Linked DNA regions of Triticum aestivum: region 1 is linked to region 2. A link is a contact called in public Hi-C data. All regions are on one chromosome and are shown on one strand. The core of a region is the stretch at or near the end of the contact, and the rest is flanking DNA. Distances in the headings are between cores, read along the strand shown.

Region 1 (2,700 bases), core at 21-2,520, 72 kb after region 2:
ATAGTTGCATACAAAGTTTTAAAACTTGCACTAAAAATATGTCGAAAGCGTGCGCACCACTTTTTTGTGAATCCGGGTGAGTATCAGAGAGCATAGATGAGGGGGACTACAAATCAACAACACTGTACCCATTCCAATAAAAAGAACAGTGTGCATACCTGGTGTTTAGGAGAACACGTTTTCTTTGCGCACATAGTGTGTGCAATACCACAATGTCGTCATGTCGACACCATGCATCACTGCACCATGTCCTCACCTGCGCACGAAACCTTCTCGTCCGGTTGCCATCGCGGGCATCTGCTCCTCCTCCGCTACGTCGACCCGGCGTCACCGTTGCATCCTCCTCCCTCCGGAAGTCCGGATACTTTTTTTTTTTTTTTGAAACGGAGAAGTCCGGATACTTGTACCAGCCCAGGATCGCGTATAGCCTCACGATCCAAGCCGATCTTCAGGGAGGAGGATACTGACCCGTCGTTATATACAGGTCGATCTTCAGGGGCACCGTACGTACGTTGGTCGTTCTGAGACGAAGGAGCCGTGTCTGTACTCCTGGCGGCTGGACTCACCAAGAAGCCTTGCAATTTGTACCTCCCGTGCGTATGGTCCAGTATATTTCCAGGTGAAGGAGACTGCACATGTGTTCATAACTTGCCGTGCCCCCTTTGCGGCTTGCGATGGAGACGGCGGTGCAGATTTTCTACTTCTCGTAATGTGGATCGCGACGCTGGAACGCACACCCAGCGTAGGCTGTTGCATCCTAGGTCGAACCGATCGCTACTGTATCTTGTTATGTGTTGCTACTACGGATTTCTCACGCCTTTACTGTGTCCATACGATACGGAGCGATCGGTCGATGAGGATGTGCGCAGCGATCCCGTGAGATTGCGTATGCCCGCCGGCCATTGCTTGCTCACGCGGATCTCCACCGGCTCATGGAGCCCGGGAGCGCCACGTTCGTCTCCGTTCGTTCGTTCATGAACCGCGCTGTGCCGATCGGCCCGAGATCTAGCGGCCGCGCTCGATTGTCCAGCGATTAATCAGAGTGATTAATTTGGGCCGATGGTAGTCCTGTTCATCATTCATCAACGAGATGCCCGGATTTTCCATGGCTAGAGACCTAGAGTAAACTTGTCCACGGACTCAGCTCGGTGTCGATGCAGGTATTACTTCCGTGACAAGCACTGCGAAAGCACGTGTGTAGACGGCCGTGCTCATACCAGACCGGAGGAACCGGAGGGGTATCGATCGGAGGGGAGCGTGGTCCATGGAGGCACAGCGACGGCCGGGGCGTCCACGTCAGGCACTCGCTGTAGACTTCCGGGCGCCGGTCGAAAGGGACGACACCAGCCCCGCCGGCCCGGAGAGAGACGCGGTTCATCGGACCATTCCCTACCACTTGCCCCACCGCGTTTCAACCTCGACCCCGACCCGCTGAACGAACCAAGAATCTTGGCACTGAATCCACAATCCAGCCAGGTCGCCAATTAATCCCGTTGCGTCGTCGTACAGTCTAGCTTCTTTTTTCGAACACGTCGTACAGCCCAGCTAGTGAACGCCTACCTAACGGACGTCCCTCACCAAAGACTAACTCCAAAAATATAATGCAGGGGTACACATCCTGGGCCCTGCCTGCCACTGGGCATTGCATTGCGTTGCGTTGCACCGGGCGCTCCCTTACACGTAGCCGCCGCCGGAACGCACCATCGGCATCGGCATTTTTCTCCAAGCAAACGGATCTTATGCTTACCACTAGCACAGAGATGGGGTATTTAATTCCTGTTATCCGGTGTGTTTCAGCTTGCTTTACCACCATCTCACTCCACCCACGACGCAAGTGTACGTAGTTTTCATGTCCAATGGCGCGGCTATGTACCCCCCGCGGTGCTCAGCACGAAACCTTCGCTGTCCGATACCATGCCGCCGCTCTGCCAATCGTCGTGCAGCGCGGTCCTCGGTCCAGCGTGAGTAGACTGAGGGCCAATGAGGACGCCAAGGCGGGCCTACTTTTACTTTACTGATCTTTTTCTGCTCATCGATCCAAAATATCTTGGAGGATTTTGCCTTTGCCTGCAGTCTTAAGAGCAACTCCAACGCGCCGAACCATTTTGTCCGCATGTGTCCGTCTGGATCGTCACGGACAGAAAAGCCGGCCCAACGTGCCGACCCAAATGAACGCACGTCCGTTTTTCGTCCGTCTGCCGACCCATCCCCGGCTCAATTTTGAGTCTGATTTGCGACGGCGCGGACATGAAACGGACGCGTGTGATGTGTGCCTACTTCTTCCCTTGGCCCGCCAGTCGGTGGCACAACGATCACCATTCCCCTCCACTTTCCCAAAACCTCCCGGCCGCTCGCCATGGACGATGCCGCCGCCGGCCTCGCCTCGTCCGGCCTCACCTCCGTCCCCTCAGGAAAAGGCAAGCCCCACGCCCCCCCCCCCCCCCCCGCGCACCAAGAAGAAGAGGCAGCTGACGCCCGAGTAGTGGGCCATGCAGTCGGCCAAGAGGAAGGACCGGAGGCACGCGTCGAACGTAAGGGACGAAGCAGCGAGCATCGCCGCCCTCACCGCCGCCACACATCAGGAGGAAACCAATGCCCGAGTCGCCGCGACGACGAGGGAGGCCCTGATCTACCTAGGGCTAAACCCTGGCCAGCATGAGCTCGTCAGCGCCGCCATGGCCGCGGCCAGCACGGGCTCGT
Region 2 (2,700 bases), core at 108-2,607:
TGTATGGTTCCCCTCTCCAACCGTGCATGAGTTCTGCGAATGGCCTTGTGCGGTTGTGCCTCTGTATTTATAGGGAAGGGAGATAGGCAACGCGTGAGCGTTTGTTCCGATCTTCACGGAAAGATAGAGATATGAAATCCCGTCTACTAGCTCCGTTGCATATACGTGCATGTACATAGTAGTAGAACTCAATCATATTTAACACGCTACGGCCAGCCCAGACTATATTGGTGCATGCATGCACTAGTCAAGTATTCGGGCATTCGGAGAAGTATAATGTGCGTCTGCCAGGCCGCCGGTATATATACGCGTATTCAGAACTGACGTGCGGACGTTCAGATATATGTACGAGTCAATGAAATGTAAACGGGAACTGCTCCGGACCTCTACATTTGCAAGGTTAAAGCATTTCCAGCCGTTGTGCCCTTCAGGGGCCTCCTGGGGAGGCACCGACGGACTTTTTGCATTGGGGTCAACAATTTTTACAGTCGTCCTCCCACCCAACCGACGAACGCACTACGCACGCGCCCACCGAGCTCGACCGCCACCGCTCCGTCCTCGTGCCCGGTGAGGACCCCGGCGAGCGTGGACGCAAGAGTGACTCATGGGGTGACCATGGAGAGGACGGCGCGCATGCCCAGCGCGCCCGCCAGCTCCGACAGCGGCCGCATCCCGCGCTCCTCCTCGGCGCACACGTTCTGCAGCCCGATGATGTCTGCTCCCGTCCACGCTCCCGCAGCACCTCCTCCATGCTCTGCCGCCGGCTTGCGTCCAGCCCGCCCGACACCACCTGCTGCGTCTTCCGGGTCCTCGGGCTGCCGACCAGCCGGCCGCTCCTGTCGAGGTTGCTCCTGCACTTTCAATATTCCCTTGGGCCGCGGCTTCGCGCACGCTTCCGTGTTGGGGCCGCTCCGGCGCGCGGCCTCGCACTCCGCTCTAGCTCCTGCTTCAGGGACTGCGGCCACCGCGGGCGCCATGGAGAACAGCACCGCCCGTCGAGGCGCTGTGGGACGGCTGACACCAACGCGGGAGAAGTACTCGCTGCTGCCCCCGGACTGGAGACGATGGTGCGGGTAGACAGCGCGGCCGCCCGGGCCGAGTTGCAGCGCGTGCGGGCGAGCACCAGGGAGACCGGTAGCGGCGAGGGACTGGAGGCGGCGGTGAGGGCGTGGGAGAGGTCGCCGCGGGCGCGGGGTGGCGGCAGAGCACCGGCGACGCCAGGAGCAGGACGATGAGGGGCTGCATTTGTGGGTGATGGTGGTGGTTGAAGTGGAGGCTGCACATAGGCGTGGAAGAATGGGCTGCATGTGGGTGGGGTCCGGAGAAAAAGGGTGGAGAGAGAGGGAGTGGGAGGCTGACTGTGGGCCAAAGGACATGCAACATCTTCTCTCTCTGCCCCCAAGCGCCCCCCGATGAGCTGGGTGTGGCCTGTGACCGCCGGCTCTAACTTTGGCCAAATCCGGCGAAATCTGGGCTCTTCGGATCATAAGTGGGCGAAAATTTAGATGCCGGCGGCCAAAAAATGGTCCTGGAGGCCGGCTAGAGATGCTCTTAGCTAGCTACATGATCAAATACGTAGACTCTTGCACGATGTAATCGGCCAGTGTATGTAATGTACGTGTAACTTGCATTAAAGAAAATGCAACTGTACTTAGCTTTCTCAAAGCGACAAGCACAAAAACACGTCAAGCAACAAAGACAAAAACGACAACAATATCATATAAGGAAAGAAATTTAGACTACATGTTAAATAAATATCAGAAAAACAATTGGGCGCTCGAGCATTCGACCCCATGACTTGCACAAGCCGCTAGCCACTCCACCAGACAACGCCTACTAAATATGAAGACGTGAAACTACATAAGAACACACAATAGGGTTGAGATTTGGAAAATTGCGAACAGTTTTGAAATGCCGCAATATTTTCCATATTATGTCCCTGTTATTAAAAAATGTTAAAAATCTTTGTAATTCCACTTTTTAAAAACGAACAACTTCTGCAAATCCCAAACAGTTTTCTAAAATGCAAAGAATTTTTGAAAAATCTAACCTTTTCTAGAAACAAACAAGTTTTAAAAAACACGAACATTCTTTGGGAATTCGGTGGCTTCACTGCGAGCTGCAAATTAAATTAGCAAAAAAGGATGCTGAGTCGAGGAATCAAACGAGCGACCAACGTTATACTGTAAGTTTTCTTTCCCAGTTGAGCTGACCAATACTAGTGATTAAATGGGTGCGAAAATGTTTAATAACTAAGCGCGGCGACAGATAAAAAACAAATAAATTCAACCATTGAACATCTTTTCAATATATGATGAAAATTTTTCTGATATATACTGAATTTTTGCTAAATAGGCATTGAACATTTGTATGATATACGCTGAACATTTTTCAAGTATACAGTGAACATTTTTGTAATACAGATGAACATTTTATTAAATGTACGATGAACATTTTTGTAATACATGATGAATATTTTCGTAATGCATAGTGAACTTTTCATAATGTATGGCGAACCATTTTTTTAATATACGATGAACATTTTTTTAATAAGAGGTCAACTTTTGAGATAACACACAGTAAAGAGAAGAAGAAGAAAAATAAAAGTAAAAGAGAATACCGAAAGGAAAAACGAACCAAAACAGAAAAGTCAGAACAAAACCCCAGAAAACCGGGCAAACATTAAAAGAAAAAACGGAA

Evidence for each region. A called contact is a pair of places that touch in the nucleus more often than the background predicts.
Region 1: a contact with region 2 is called in a Hi-C map of leaf, with 3 times the contacts expected there. The contact joins two enhancer-like sites. A contact is called at or near these places in 3 of 5 Hi-C or Micro-C datasets (leaf and an unstated tissue).

Annotation. Positions count from the first base shown.
Region 1 is chr4A:35,572,496-35,575,195 of IWGSC CS RefSeq v2.1, forward strand. No RefSeq gene overlaps it. Among protein-coding and RNA genes, the nearest start is that of LOC123084948, 21 kb to the left of the region's middle. Within about 2 kb of position 1,271, at least 2 of the 8 cell types and tissues checked have an H3K27ac peak or open chromatin away from gene starts, as enhancers often do.
Region 2 is chr4A:35,500,339-35,503,038 of IWGSC CS RefSeq v2.1, forward strand. No RefSeq gene overlaps it. Among protein-coding and RNA genes, the nearest start is that of LOC123084947, 39 kb to the left of the region's middle. Within about 2 kb of position 1,358, at least 5 of the 8 cell types and tissues checked have an H3K27ac peak or open chromatin away from gene starts, as enhancers often do.